2 separate regions of the Mus musculus genome follow, and region 2 is linked to region 1. Evidence: chromatin contacts called from public HiChIP or PLAC-seq data. All regions are on one chromosome and are shown on one strand. Each heading gives the region's core, a stretch centred on a gene start, on an enhancer-like site or on the middle of the called end of the contact. The rest is flanking DNA. Distances are from core to core; before and after follow the strand shown. Region 1 overlaps Gm16124 (predicted gene 16124). Region 2 overlaps Slc35f2 (solute carrier family 35, member F2).

Evidence for each region. HiChIP or PLAC-seq counts read pairs in DNA pulled down with a chosen protein or histone mark.
Region 2: an H3K27ac HiChIP or PLAC-seq map of embryonic stem cells shows a contact between it and region 1, with 12 read pairs. The contact joins two enhancer-like sites. A contact is called at or near these places in 27 of 484 Hi-C or Micro-C datasets (the AML12 cell line, B cells, CD4 T cells and 16 more), 5 of 115 datasets of contacts at active chromatin or transcription factors (embryonic stem cells and stem cell-derived neural progenitor cells) and 4 of 9 other capture datasets (adipose tissue, embryonic stem cells, liver and 1 more).

Annotation. Positions count from the first base shown.
Region 1 is chr9:53,678,865-53,684,903 of GRCm38.p6, forward strand. Gm16124 (predicted gene 16124) reads left to right here. Exons shown (of 2, transcript NR_166653.1): 2 at 1,996-2,466. Rab39 (RAB39, member RAS oncogene family) reads right to left here. Exons shown (of 2, transcript NM_175562.3): 2 at 5,246-6,039. Among named protein-coding and RNA genes, the nearest start is that of Cul5, 14 kb to the left of the region's middle. Within about 2 kb of position 2,172, at least 2 of the 459 cell types and tissues checked have an H3K27ac peak or open chromatin away from gene starts, as enhancers often do. A contact at or near this core is called in embryonic stem cells, where this site is marked.
Region 2 is chr9:53,803,954-53,809,992 of GRCm38.p6, forward strand. It overlaps Slc35f2 (solute carrier family 35, member F2), which reads left to right. Exons shown (of 8, transcript NM_028060.3): 4 at 2,665-2,824; 5 at 4,093-4,249; 6 at 5,733-5,785. Among named protein-coding and RNA genes, the nearest start is that of Slc35f2, 35 kb to the left of the region's middle. Within about 2 kb of position 2,903, at least 40 of the 459 cell types and tissues checked have an H3K27ac peak or open chromatin away from gene starts, as enhancers often do. A contact at or near this core is called in embryonic stem cells, where this site is marked.

The sequences.
Region 1 (6,039 bases), core at 922-3,421:
TGAAACTGTCTCTCTAATAGTCCTGGATGTCCTGGAATTCACTATATAGACAGGCTGGCCTCTGCCTCCCAAGTGCTGGAATTAAAAGCTTACGCTGTTATTATGTCCTGCTTTACCACTGTTTTGTTGTTGTTATTTTTAAAGAGTTATTTATTTATTTTATTTACATGAATACACTGTAGCTATACCAGAAGAGTGCATCAGATCCCATTACAGATGGTTGTGAGCCACCATGTGGTTGCTGGGGATTGAACTCTGGACCTCTGGAAGAACAGACAGTGCTCTTCTTGATTTGGGAGCATTTTCAGGAATGTAAGATTTAAAACTCTGGCAAGAATCCTGGAAAATAGTGCCAGCTTTTTCCTAGGTAGACCTCGGGAAGGCAGAGAATCGGACCATATTAACTGCTGTTGGAATTCGGGAACTGCCATGACAGGAGATAAAGGGCTCAACAGGCCCAGAAAATTGAGCATGCTAAATGGATGTACCATGTAAAGTGAGAGGCTCTCCACATACCTATGTTCTGCAGAAAAGGCAGAAAGAAGTGTTCTAATAAAAGGGCATTTGTCTCTCTCTCCAAGAAGGTCACTTCTTGCAGTTCACTTCTGTAGACCAAAGCTGGTGATAGGAGAGGTCATTACAGGCTTCCCGGTAGGAATAGCAATCCTGAGACTATATTAGTAGTTTGTGACAACACTTAATGACCATATGATTTCAGTCATAATGTATGGCAAGTTCAGGGGGCAGCCAGGTGTTGTTTTTGTGCAGCTTCATAGAAAAGTGATTAGACATGGTTTCTTTGTTTTTTTTTTTAATTTATTTATTTTATGTATATGAGTACACTATAGCTGTCTACAAACACACCAGAAGAGGGTATTGGATCCCATTATAGGTGGTTGTGAGCCACCATGTGGTTGCTGGGAATTGAACTCAAGACCTCTGGAAGAGCAGTCAGTGCTCTTAACTGCTGAGCAATCTCTCCAGCCCTAGAGCCCTAGACATGGTTCCTTCCTTCCTTCCTTCCTTCCTTCCTTCCTTCCTTCCTTCCTTCCTTCCTTCCTTCCTTCCTTTTTCTGTATAGCCCTGGCTGTCCTGGAACTCACTCTGTAGACCAGGCTGGCATCAAACTCAGAAATCCACCTGCCTCTGCCTGCCTCCCAAGTGCTGGGACTAAAGGTAGATATGGTTTCTTAATGGTTAACTTTTTGAATATTGGGCTGTGTGGTGGTGGTAGGCCTTTAGTCCCAGCACTTGAGAAGCAGAGGTAGGAAGATGGGGCAAGTTCAAGGCTAGCTGGTCTACAGAACCAGTTTCAGGATAACCAAGGCTACACAGAGAAACACTTACTTGAAAGACCAAATAGGGCGGGAGAAATTGCTCAGTGGTTAAAAGCACTGACTGCTCTTCCAGAGGTCCTGAGTTCAATTCCCAGCAACCATATGGTGGCTCACAACCATCTGTAATGGGATCCGATGTCCTCTTCTGCTGTGTTTGAGTGCACTCGTCATATAAATAAGATAAAGAAATACATTAAAAAAAAAAGACCTAAATAAATAAATAAATAAATAGATAAATAAATAAATAGATAAATAAACCATAAGTCAAAGTACATGTATTTATGGGATACAAAGAGATGCCATGTCATAGGTACACAATGTGGAATTACTGAATCAACCTAATCCACATACCCATCATTGTATTTACTGTTCATTCCTCCTGTCTAATTGAATGATTGTATCTTTTGGTCTGTAACACCTCCATTTCTTCCTATTCCTGGTCTTTGGTAAAAAACATTCTCATCTCTGCTTTTTATGAGATCTCTTGTTTTAGAGTTTACATGTAAATGAGAATTCTTTTTGTTTTTCTAGGTTTTGGGGTGACTAGTTTAATGTGTTCACTTTGTTGAGCCGTGACATTAATGATCATTAATAGAAGTTTATGTGCACGTGTATTTGGAGGATAATTAACTTTTCTTTTTCTTTTCCTATTTTACAGTTTTTGAGACAGGGTTTCTACATAGCCCTGGCCATTTTGGAAGTCACTATGTAGACTAGGCTCACAGAGATCTTATCTGCCTGCCTCTTCCTCCTGAGTTCTGGGGTTAAAGGCATGTGCTACCACACCTGCAGAAGAAGTTAACATTTAAATTCCTGGACTTTGAGTAAAGCATATCAGCCATTGTGATGTGGATTGGTGTCATTTAATCAATTGAGGGGCTAATTAGAATGAAGAAGCTGGTCTGCCCTGAGCACATGGAATTCTCCAGAAGACGGTCTTTGAATATCATTGTCAACACTGGCTTTTTCATTGTCTCTTGGCAGACAGATGGCTTTTGAAGTCCATTAGTTCTTTTGAGTCTCCAGGCTGAATATCTTGGAACTGACAAGATACTCCACAAGAGAAATGGGGTTCAAATTGGCTATGTAACAAATACAACAGAATAAATATCTTCACCTATGAGCTTAATATTGGTTCTGTTTCTTTGAATAACGCTGGTTTACCAGTGTCCTGGTTGTAAAACAGGAAGCTAACCAAATGGTTTGTTTTACACAGTCAAAAGAAAAGGAGAATGTGTAATCAAGAATATGTTTTCAACTTTCTGTATCCATAACAAAAGTTTGACTAATTAGCTTGTTAAATGGTTTATTTCAGTTCATAGCTTTGAAGGCTTCTGTCACAGTCTTCATTATTTTAAAACAGGTAGCATTAAAAATATAGATCAAGTTTATACCATATTTTACTTTTCTTGTCATTGTGGGAAAAATACCAAGAGATGATGACAGAAAAACATGTATCCTCCCATGGAATGTCTAAGTTAAAATTAAATATGTGGAACTCACATTTAAAAGGCATAATTCAATACCATAATCATGTTAGTAGTTCATGTCACAGTTACAACTGTATGTTAGGCACTATTTTTTTTAAGTATATGAGTACACCGTTGTTCTCTTCAGACATACCAGAAGAGGGCATCAGATCCCATTGCAGATGGTTGTGAGCCTCCATGTGGTTGCTGGGAATTGAACCCAGGACCTCTGGAAGATCAGTCAGTGCTCTTAACCACTGAGCCATCTCTCCAGCCCCCATTAGGCACTATTTTAATAGAGACAACATTTTTACCAAGAGAGATAACAAGGTACATTCGTTTGTAATATATCTTGCTGAACAGTCATGTAAAAGAAATAAAACAAAAGGAGTTCTTTTGTTTTATTTCTTTTACATGACTATATTCAGCAAGTGAACTAGAATGTATAGTAATTGATCCAGGTTGCCACGGCTGGTCTACAGTTATTGCTCTTATAGAAGTATTGAATCATACAGCACTTCATTCATGTTCAAGAGAATAGTGTTGTCTCTTATTTCACAGGTGAAGATTGGTTGTCCAGGAAAAGATTGGTGCAAACATTTGAAGATTGGAAAGCATAAATGTATCAACTGTGGGATTTCTAAGAGTAGCTTTGTTTGGTCATCTGTTCTACTGTTGGTTGACTGATAAGGGGTTTTGCTCTGTAGCAGTGACCCTGTTGCTGTCTCTGGGTGACAGCAGTGCACCACTACACCTGGCCCTGATACTTTACTGTTTTAAAATACAAAAGATTTACTCTGAGTGATTTCCCCCCAGAGGTGATGATGTTTCCTTTGCTTTTCAGATCTAAGTCTGTCTGGGCAACTATGTGGAAACCATATGGATCCAAATGGATCCTTAGTCTTGCTTATATCCTTTTTATTGGATCAGATCTAAGGAATTATGCAATTCCAGATCACTCTGAAGTTATGGAAGTTCTGCTCCTCATTGAACCAAGGGCCATATAAAAACAAACATCATCCTTAGAATGTTTTTACTGACCCAGATTCAGCTTTTCAGTGGTGTAAAGAAAGCTCGCGGAGTTCTTAATGCTTCTGGAAACAAATCCTCAGGTTTCCAGGTTGAAAAACTCTTTCTTGCTTGTTCCTATGATGATACAAAAACCATAAAGCTTTGAAAATCATTCTGATCACTTGGACATTTTGTTTACGCTTACATACAGAAAACCATCACACCATTACATGTTCTGAAAGTGTTAGCACTGTGGATGAGCAGTGTTGATCAGGCACAAATTTATTGTACACTGGGTAGAAATTTGTTCATTTATAAAATTAGAATGACTTAAAGTATTTGGTAATTAGCTACAACTATTGGCATTAAAATTAAATAAGATTAAATAAATTTAATCTTAGTAATATTAATATAAAATAAGGTGTGTCTATTTTTTAAGATATGGTCTCATCATGTAACTCTGGCTGACATGAACTTGCTCTGTAGACCAGGCTGGCCTCAGATTCACAGAGGTCCACCTAACCTCTATCTTCTAAGTGCTGGAGAGTAAAGGCATATGTCTGGTTTCTATGAAACCTGGGCAAAATATTTTTGCCTAGAGTAAATGTTTGGCTGTTTTTGCATGATTATCCACATCCTCTATAGCAATATATTAAAAAAAATAGGTCAGTTACACACATATATGTATATATATAAATGGATTTGGGGATAAGGGTCTACATTCTGGCAGCCTTAAATCTTTAGTTTCACTCACTAGGGTCTCTCTGCATAACCATTGGCTGTCCTAGAACTCACTTTGCAGGCCAGACTGGCCTCACACTCACAGAAATCTGTGTGCCTCTATCTCATGCCCAGTTTCCACACAGTTTTCCCATAAGGGGAGGGAAAGACCTCCTCTATAAAGTAAAATCAACTGTGCCCTGCTTTACTTCTCCTTTTACATTCATTAACCATGCACACACACCAACACACACACAACACACACACCCTGATAACCAAAGAGTTGAGAGACACAGAGTTGTAGAACTTGCTTGTGCAAGTATCAACTTTTGGGGGCCCCGCCTTCCCATCTGTTCTTCCAGCTTCTATTCTGGGTATGGAATACATCTAACCTTCAGACCAGATTTTAGACTTTATCCAGCACTAATATAAAAGGTGTCCACTGAAAGTCTAGTCACTCTTTCAACTGCAGTATTTTAGCTTGACAAGTAGACACAGGTAACTAACTGTACTTGAAACCGTTAGATATTCAGCATTTTAAGTCACCTCATTTTGGATGTGATGGAATTGAATATTATAAAAGTAAAAATAGACTTGTGTGGGAGGGGCAGTTTGCATTCATTCTCACAAAACAGTCCTGGGATATAAAAATATTGACAATATAAATATTCAAAACTTTCATAGTGACATAATTTATGTTCTTTTCTTCATGGGTACTATTAAAAATACACAAATCTAGAAAATGTACAAGTGTTTATATTTTAAAATACAATTAAATACCTACTTCAACGTTGCACAAAATATTTCCAGATACAACTTTTTGGTTGAATTAGTTTCCCAAGGGTTTTCTTCTCTATTGTTTATGCTTTAGAGAAGCAGTGATTCAGCAGCAGTTCAAGGTAGAAGGACAGAGGACAAACACCAGCCAAGAGCTCCCCTGGTCCGTGAAAACACACACTGTCTTCTGGTATCTCCACACAGAAATAACAAGAAAGAACTCAAGAAAATCTGTCTTCATTGTAAATATAAGGACATGTCCAGAACCAGCAAAACACTTGTATTATGCTTTCTGCACCCAAATAGTTTTAACACCATTTGCTTGATTTTCAGAATAGCTCCATAGAATTCAATAAATGAGTCTGGTAGGCTCATTTTATAAACCAGAAAAAAAAATGAGCAAAGGTAAGCTTAGAGCTATGTTCTCTGTTTTCTTGCTTAATATTCTTTACACTAAACCATTTTGCTTTTTGTACACATAAGGTTACTATGGTTTAAGAATAAGAGCCTTACAATGTCAAAAAGTCAGCTTCATTGGGTAGTTAGATACACTTTGCAATTTATAGCATAGAACAGGTATACATATTATAAAATATATAACACTTATAAAATGTCCTTTCCATGCATGTTCAAGCAGTAAGTTAAAACCTTGAATCCCAGCACACAGAGGCAGAGGCAGGCAGATCTCTTGAGTTTACATCTAGCTGAGTCTACATACTGAGTTT
Region 2 (6,039 bases), core at 1,653-4,152, 130 kb after region 1:
CCATTGATGAACACAAGCAATAAACTGTTCTAGCTGTGCGCACACGCGCACACACACACACAGAGACAATGTCAAATTAAGAACTGAGAACCTTTTTTTTTTTTCCATTTTTATTAGGTATTTAGTTCATTTACATTTCCAATGCTATACCAAAAGTCCCCCATACCCACCCACCTCCAATCCCCTACCCACCCACTCCCCCTTTTTGGCCCTGGAATTCCCCTGTACTGGGGCATATAAAGTTTGCGAGTCCAATGGGCCTCTCTTTCCAGTGATGGCCGACTAGGCCATCTTTTGATACATATGCAGCTAGAGTCAAGAGCTCCGGGGTACTGGTTAGTTCATAATGTTGTTCCACCTATAGGGTTGCAGATCCCTTTAGATCCTTGGGTACTTTCTCTAGCTCCTCCATTGGGAGCCCTGTGATCCATCCATTAGCTGACTGTGAACATCCACTTCTGTGTTTGCTAGGCCCCGGCATAGTCTCACAAGAGACAGCTACATCTGGGTCCTTTCGATAAAATCTTGCTAGTGTATGCAATGGTGTCAGCGTTTGGAGGCTGATTATGGGATGGATCCCTGGATATGGCAGTCTCTACATGGTCCATCCTTTCGTCTCAGCTCCAAACTTTGTCTCTGTAACTCTTTCCATGGGTGTTTTGTTCCCACTTCTAAGGAGGGGCATAGTGTCCACACTTCAGTCTTCATTCTTCTTGAGTTTCATGTGTTTAGCAAATTGTATCTTATATCTTGGGTATCCTAGGTTTTGGGCTAATATCCACTTATCACTGAGTACATATTGTGTGAGTTCCTTTGTGAATGTGTTACCTCACTCAGGATGATGCCCTCCAGGTCCATCCATTTGCCTAGGAATTTCATAAATTCATTCTTTTTAATAGCTGAATAGTATTCCATTGTGTAGATGTACCACATTTTCTGTATCCATTCCTCTGTTGAGGGGCATCTGGGTTCTTTCCAGCTTCTGGCTATTATAAATAAGGCTGCTATGAACATAGTGGAGCATGTGTCCTTCTTACCAGTTGGGGCATCTTCTGGACATATGCCCAGGAGAGGTATTGCGGGATCCTCTGGTAATACTATGTCCAATTTTCTGAGGAACCACCAGACTGATTTCCAGAGTGGTTGTACAAGCCTGCAATCCCACCAACAATGGAGGAGTGTTCCTCTTTCTCCACATCCTTGCCAGCATCTGCTGTCACCTGAATTTTTGATCTTAGCCATCCTGACTGGAGTGAAGTGGAATCTCAGGGTTGTTTTGATTTGCATTTCCCTGATGATTAAGGATGTTGAACATTTTTTCAGGTGCTTCTCTGCCATTCGGTATTCCTCAGGTGAGAATTCTTTGTTCAGAAGAGCTGAGAACCTTAATTCACTCTTTTTTCCTATCTTGCCATCGATTTTGAATTTGCTATAGTTTGAATACTCATTGTCCCCGTTTGATAAGAAGAGCAGTTAAAGGGGTTACAGCAAGTATCTTATGGACCCCAAATGATGGAGAAACATATGCTAAAAATGAACAGGAGTCTGTGCTGGGATCAAGCATGTCTCACATGGTAGAACTGACCTCTCTGTCAGGGAGATGGTTTCTGTTCGTTGCCTCACTGTAACCTGTACTTGGTAATACTTTGCTCAGTTACAATTGAATATTGGACTTTGTGATGTCTAATTTCGTGTCTGTCCAGTTTAGTCTGTGCTCCTCAGGATAGGGCTTCTACCTTGTTCAATTTTATATTCCAACTCCTCTTATGATGTGCCCCACATCACCCCCATGGCCCGGTGCTTGCCAGACAAGTGCTTTGTACTTGAACTGAACACCCAAACCCTCTTACAGAGTCCTGGACACTGGTCATGCTTACTAAATGTCTGTTGGTGGAGTAAATGGATGTACTGGAAGGAAACTCTGCCTTCCGAGTTTAAAGATAAACAGAGGGGAAAGCAGAGGCTCCTGGGTAGGATGAACAGATTCAGCCTTTGGGTGTTTTCTGTTTCGAGGAAGGTTTGGTGTATGTCAGGCTGGTCTAGAATTTGCTATGTAGCCAAAGATGACCTTGATCTGCTCTTCCTCCTGCCTCTAAAGTACTGTTTTATATGGCACTGGAGATCAAACCCAGGGCCTTGTGCCCGCTAGGCAAACACTCTATTAATTGAGCTGCATCCCCAGCCTGACTTCTTTTTTTTTTTTTTTTTTTTTGGCGGCAGGGGAGGGGGTATTTATTTATTTACTTTTATTTTATATATATGAGTACACTGTTGCTGTCTTCAGACACATCAGAAGAGGGCATCAAATCCCATTAGAGATGATTGTGAGCCACCATGTGGTTGCTGGGAATTGAACTCAGGACCTCTGGAAGAGCAGTCAGTGCTCTTAACCATTTTTTCTCCAGCCTCCACCCCCCACCCCCCACCCCCCACCTCGAGCCTGACTTTTAACCATATAATTTGGGGCAACTAATCTTTCTTTAGCCTTTGGGGTTTTGTATGCACATCTAAAACAGGTTTGCAGTCCCAAATCTCACAGAGGGACTGCAGCTCTGGTAAGTGCTTGCGTTCAGGGTCAGCAATAACAAATGTTCCCTAAGTGCTTTCTCTTGTTAATTATGCTGCTGAAGTGGTTGAGGCTGCGTGCTTTTCTTTTCCCTGCAGCTCTTGGATTGCTTTGGGATTCCTGTGTTGATGGCTCTCTCCTGGTTTATTCTCCGGGCAAGATACAAAGTGATCCACTTCATTGCTGTGTTTGTCTGTCTGCTGGGTGTAGGGACCATGGTTGGTGCAGACATATTAGCTGGGCGAGAAGATAATTCAGGTGAGACTGTATCACTTACACCTGTTAGTCTGGCAGAGTTACACTGACTGAAGTGGGTGATAGAGGAACTCAGCAGGAGTCCGTGCTGTGAACTAGTGCGGGGGAGCAGGCTTGCTGGGCTGGCCCCTCCTCAGTGAGGTGTGCTGGCTTCCTCAGCACTTCCTGTAGCACTTTCTCATTTGCTGCTAAACATTTGGTGGTTGTTTTCTTGTTTAGCTGCCTTTCCCCATTTAAACGTGTTTAAAATTTTGTTTTGAATATATTTGTAGAAATCATCTTTCTCTTAAATCACTTTGGATGTGTTTTTCCAAAACCCTCTGTTGTTGAGCTAGCTCTCTTTTCTCCCCTTTATGGCATTCTTTTGTTTCTTTTTCTTCCTCCCCTTTTCTTTGTTTCTTCTCTCTTTCCTTCCCTCTTCCTTCCTTTCTTTCCATCCTTTCCTCTCCCTACCTTTCTTTTCTTGAACTCAAAAATTCAAAACCCTCCTTCCTCAGCTCCCACCCCACCCCACCCCCACCCCCACCCCCACCCCCACGGCAGTGGGAGGACATCCTACTCAGCACCACTCTCAGGTGGTAGTGTTTCATTTCCATCAAAAAAGAGACCTGGCTGTTTGTTTTGATCTGAGTGTTTTAGTATATTTCTCTCTCTCTCTCTCTCTTTCTTTCCTCCCTCCCTCCCTCCTTCCTTCCTTCCTTCCTTCCTTCCTTCCTTCCTTCCTTCCTTCTTCCTCCCTCCCTCCCTCTCTTCCTTTTTCCTTTTCTTTTTCTTTTCTTCTTTTGAGACAGGATTTTTTCTTCTTTTTTTTTTTTTTTCTGTGTATCCCTGGCTGTCTTGGGTTAAAGGTGGGTGCCACTACTGCCTGGTTGGAATATTTCAGTTCACAATATAGATGCTAAACCAGGTCTGAATTTACCAGATCTCCAAGATAACCTTAGTATCTCCTTGGATCAAAATAAAACCATTTCTTTCACCTAGCATCCTTTCCCGAAGTTCTAACAAATTCCCTGCACTACAGTCTGTGAACTTGTCCTGTCTTTAAATGGCTTTCTTTCAGGATGCTACACAGTACCATCTTCCACTCTGTTGGTCTCCCAGGGAGTAAAAATGTGAAAACGGTGTCAGTGTTGTGCCAGACAGTAAGGGTGAGAGCCTTTAGACTTACAGAAGCTAGGATTCAATAAAGTTTTACTCAAATGATCAGTGTTTGCTAACTCCTGGCTCACCCATTGACAACACATTTCTTTTTGTGCCTTGCTGCCCTGTAGGGAGTGATGTTCTTATTGGTGACATCTTAGTCCTGCTTGGGGCTTCCCTGTATGCTGTGTCTAACGTGTGTGAAGAATACATCGTGAAGAAGCTGAGCAGACAGGAATTTTTAGGAATGGTGGGACTATTTGGAACAATCATCAGCGGCATACAGCTGTAAGAATTTAAAACTTTTCATGAAAACGAAAGGAAGAAGGGGAGAAGGGGGCAGAGGGCAGGACAATCAGGGATGGGGAGTGACTTACAACAAAGTGTAATGACTTATACTTGAAGGGTCGGCAAAATGCCCCAGGAGGTGAGGATGCTTGCTGTCTAGCCTGAGGACCTGGCTTCAATCCCTAGGACCAACATGACACCAACGTGACAGAGAAGAAAATGTAAATGGTCCTCTCCCCTCCGGGGCACACTGTGAACATGTGTGTATGGGACCTTGCACATGTTTTTTTCTCTTTTGGTTTTCGAGACAGGGTTTCTCTGTGTAGCCCTGGCTGTCCTAGAACTCATTCTGTAGACCAGGCTGGCCTTGAACTCAGAAATCCACCTGCCTGTGCCACCCAAGTGCTGGGATTAAAGGCATGTGCCATCACTGCTGGTTTTTTTTTTTTTTTAAATTAGTAAGTAGGGGCTCAAGAAATATCTCAGCAGTTGAGATCTCTTGTTACTTTGCCAGAGGACCTTGGAGGGTTGGGTCTCGGCACCAGCATGATGGCTTACAACCATTATAACTCTGTTTCCAAGAGACTAAACTCTCTTTTCTGCCCTCCAAGGGCACCAGCACATACATAGCACGTAGATGTAGATGCAGGCTGAACACTCATACACATAAAATAAAAATAGATGAGTCTAAAATAATGAATGGGAAAATATTTGATTGCTCCAACTACTGTTGTTTAACCTTACATCACATTTGAAATCTATAACTTGGGGCTGGAGAGATGGCTCAGTGGTAAAGAACACTGACTGCTCATCTGAAGGTCCTGAGTTCAAATCCCAGCAACCACATGGTGGCTCACAATCATCCATAATGAGATTTGACACCCTCTTCTGGTGCATCTGAAGACAGCTACAGTGTACTTAGATATAATAATAAATAAATCTTTAAAAAAAGAGAAATCTATAACTTGATAAAATTGAATAGAAGATCTTTTTTTTTTTTTTTAAATTCGTTTGGGTTTTGAGACAAAGTTTCACACTATAGCTTAGGCAAGTCACTGTGTTGCCCAGACTCATGACAATCCTGCTTCAGCCTTCTGAGTTCTGGGAGTTCTTACCAGTATAAGCCACATGCCTGTCCAGATATTTTTATTTTATTTTATTTTATTTATTTATTTATTTATTTATTTATTTATTTATTTTTGGTTTTGGAGACATATTTCTCTGTGTAGCTTTGACTATGCTGGAATTCAATCCGTAGAGCAGATTGTTCTCAAACTCATAGAGATCCACCTGCCTCTGCCTTCCAAGTACTGTCAATCAAAGGTGTGTAGCACCACCACCTGGTCAATATTTTTATATTCTAAGAAAAAAATTAAAACTCAACGTAACTCTTTTCCTTGGCCAAATTACAGCTTCTAAACTCTCTATGAAATCAGAAAAGTTAACATGTGGATCTTTACACAGCTTCTTGTTTTGATCTTAGATTGATTGTGGAATATAAAGACATTGCCCGGATTCAGTGGGACTGGAAAATTGGTATGTATCTAAAGGATAACCTTTTAAGTCAGTATTCTGTCCTTTAACTGACAAAAATGCTCACCAATCCAATCATGTTTTCATATCTTTGGGAATTCATACCAGCGGTGATGGCCTGCTCTGAGAACTGGTGGGTTAACTTCTATCAGGATTAATTCTTGATCTTTGTCTGAGGTAATAGCTTTTCTTTCCTAGGAATTCTGAATAAAACCAAGGCTGATCTTTGTCACACTGCTAAGTAAATGAGTCTACAT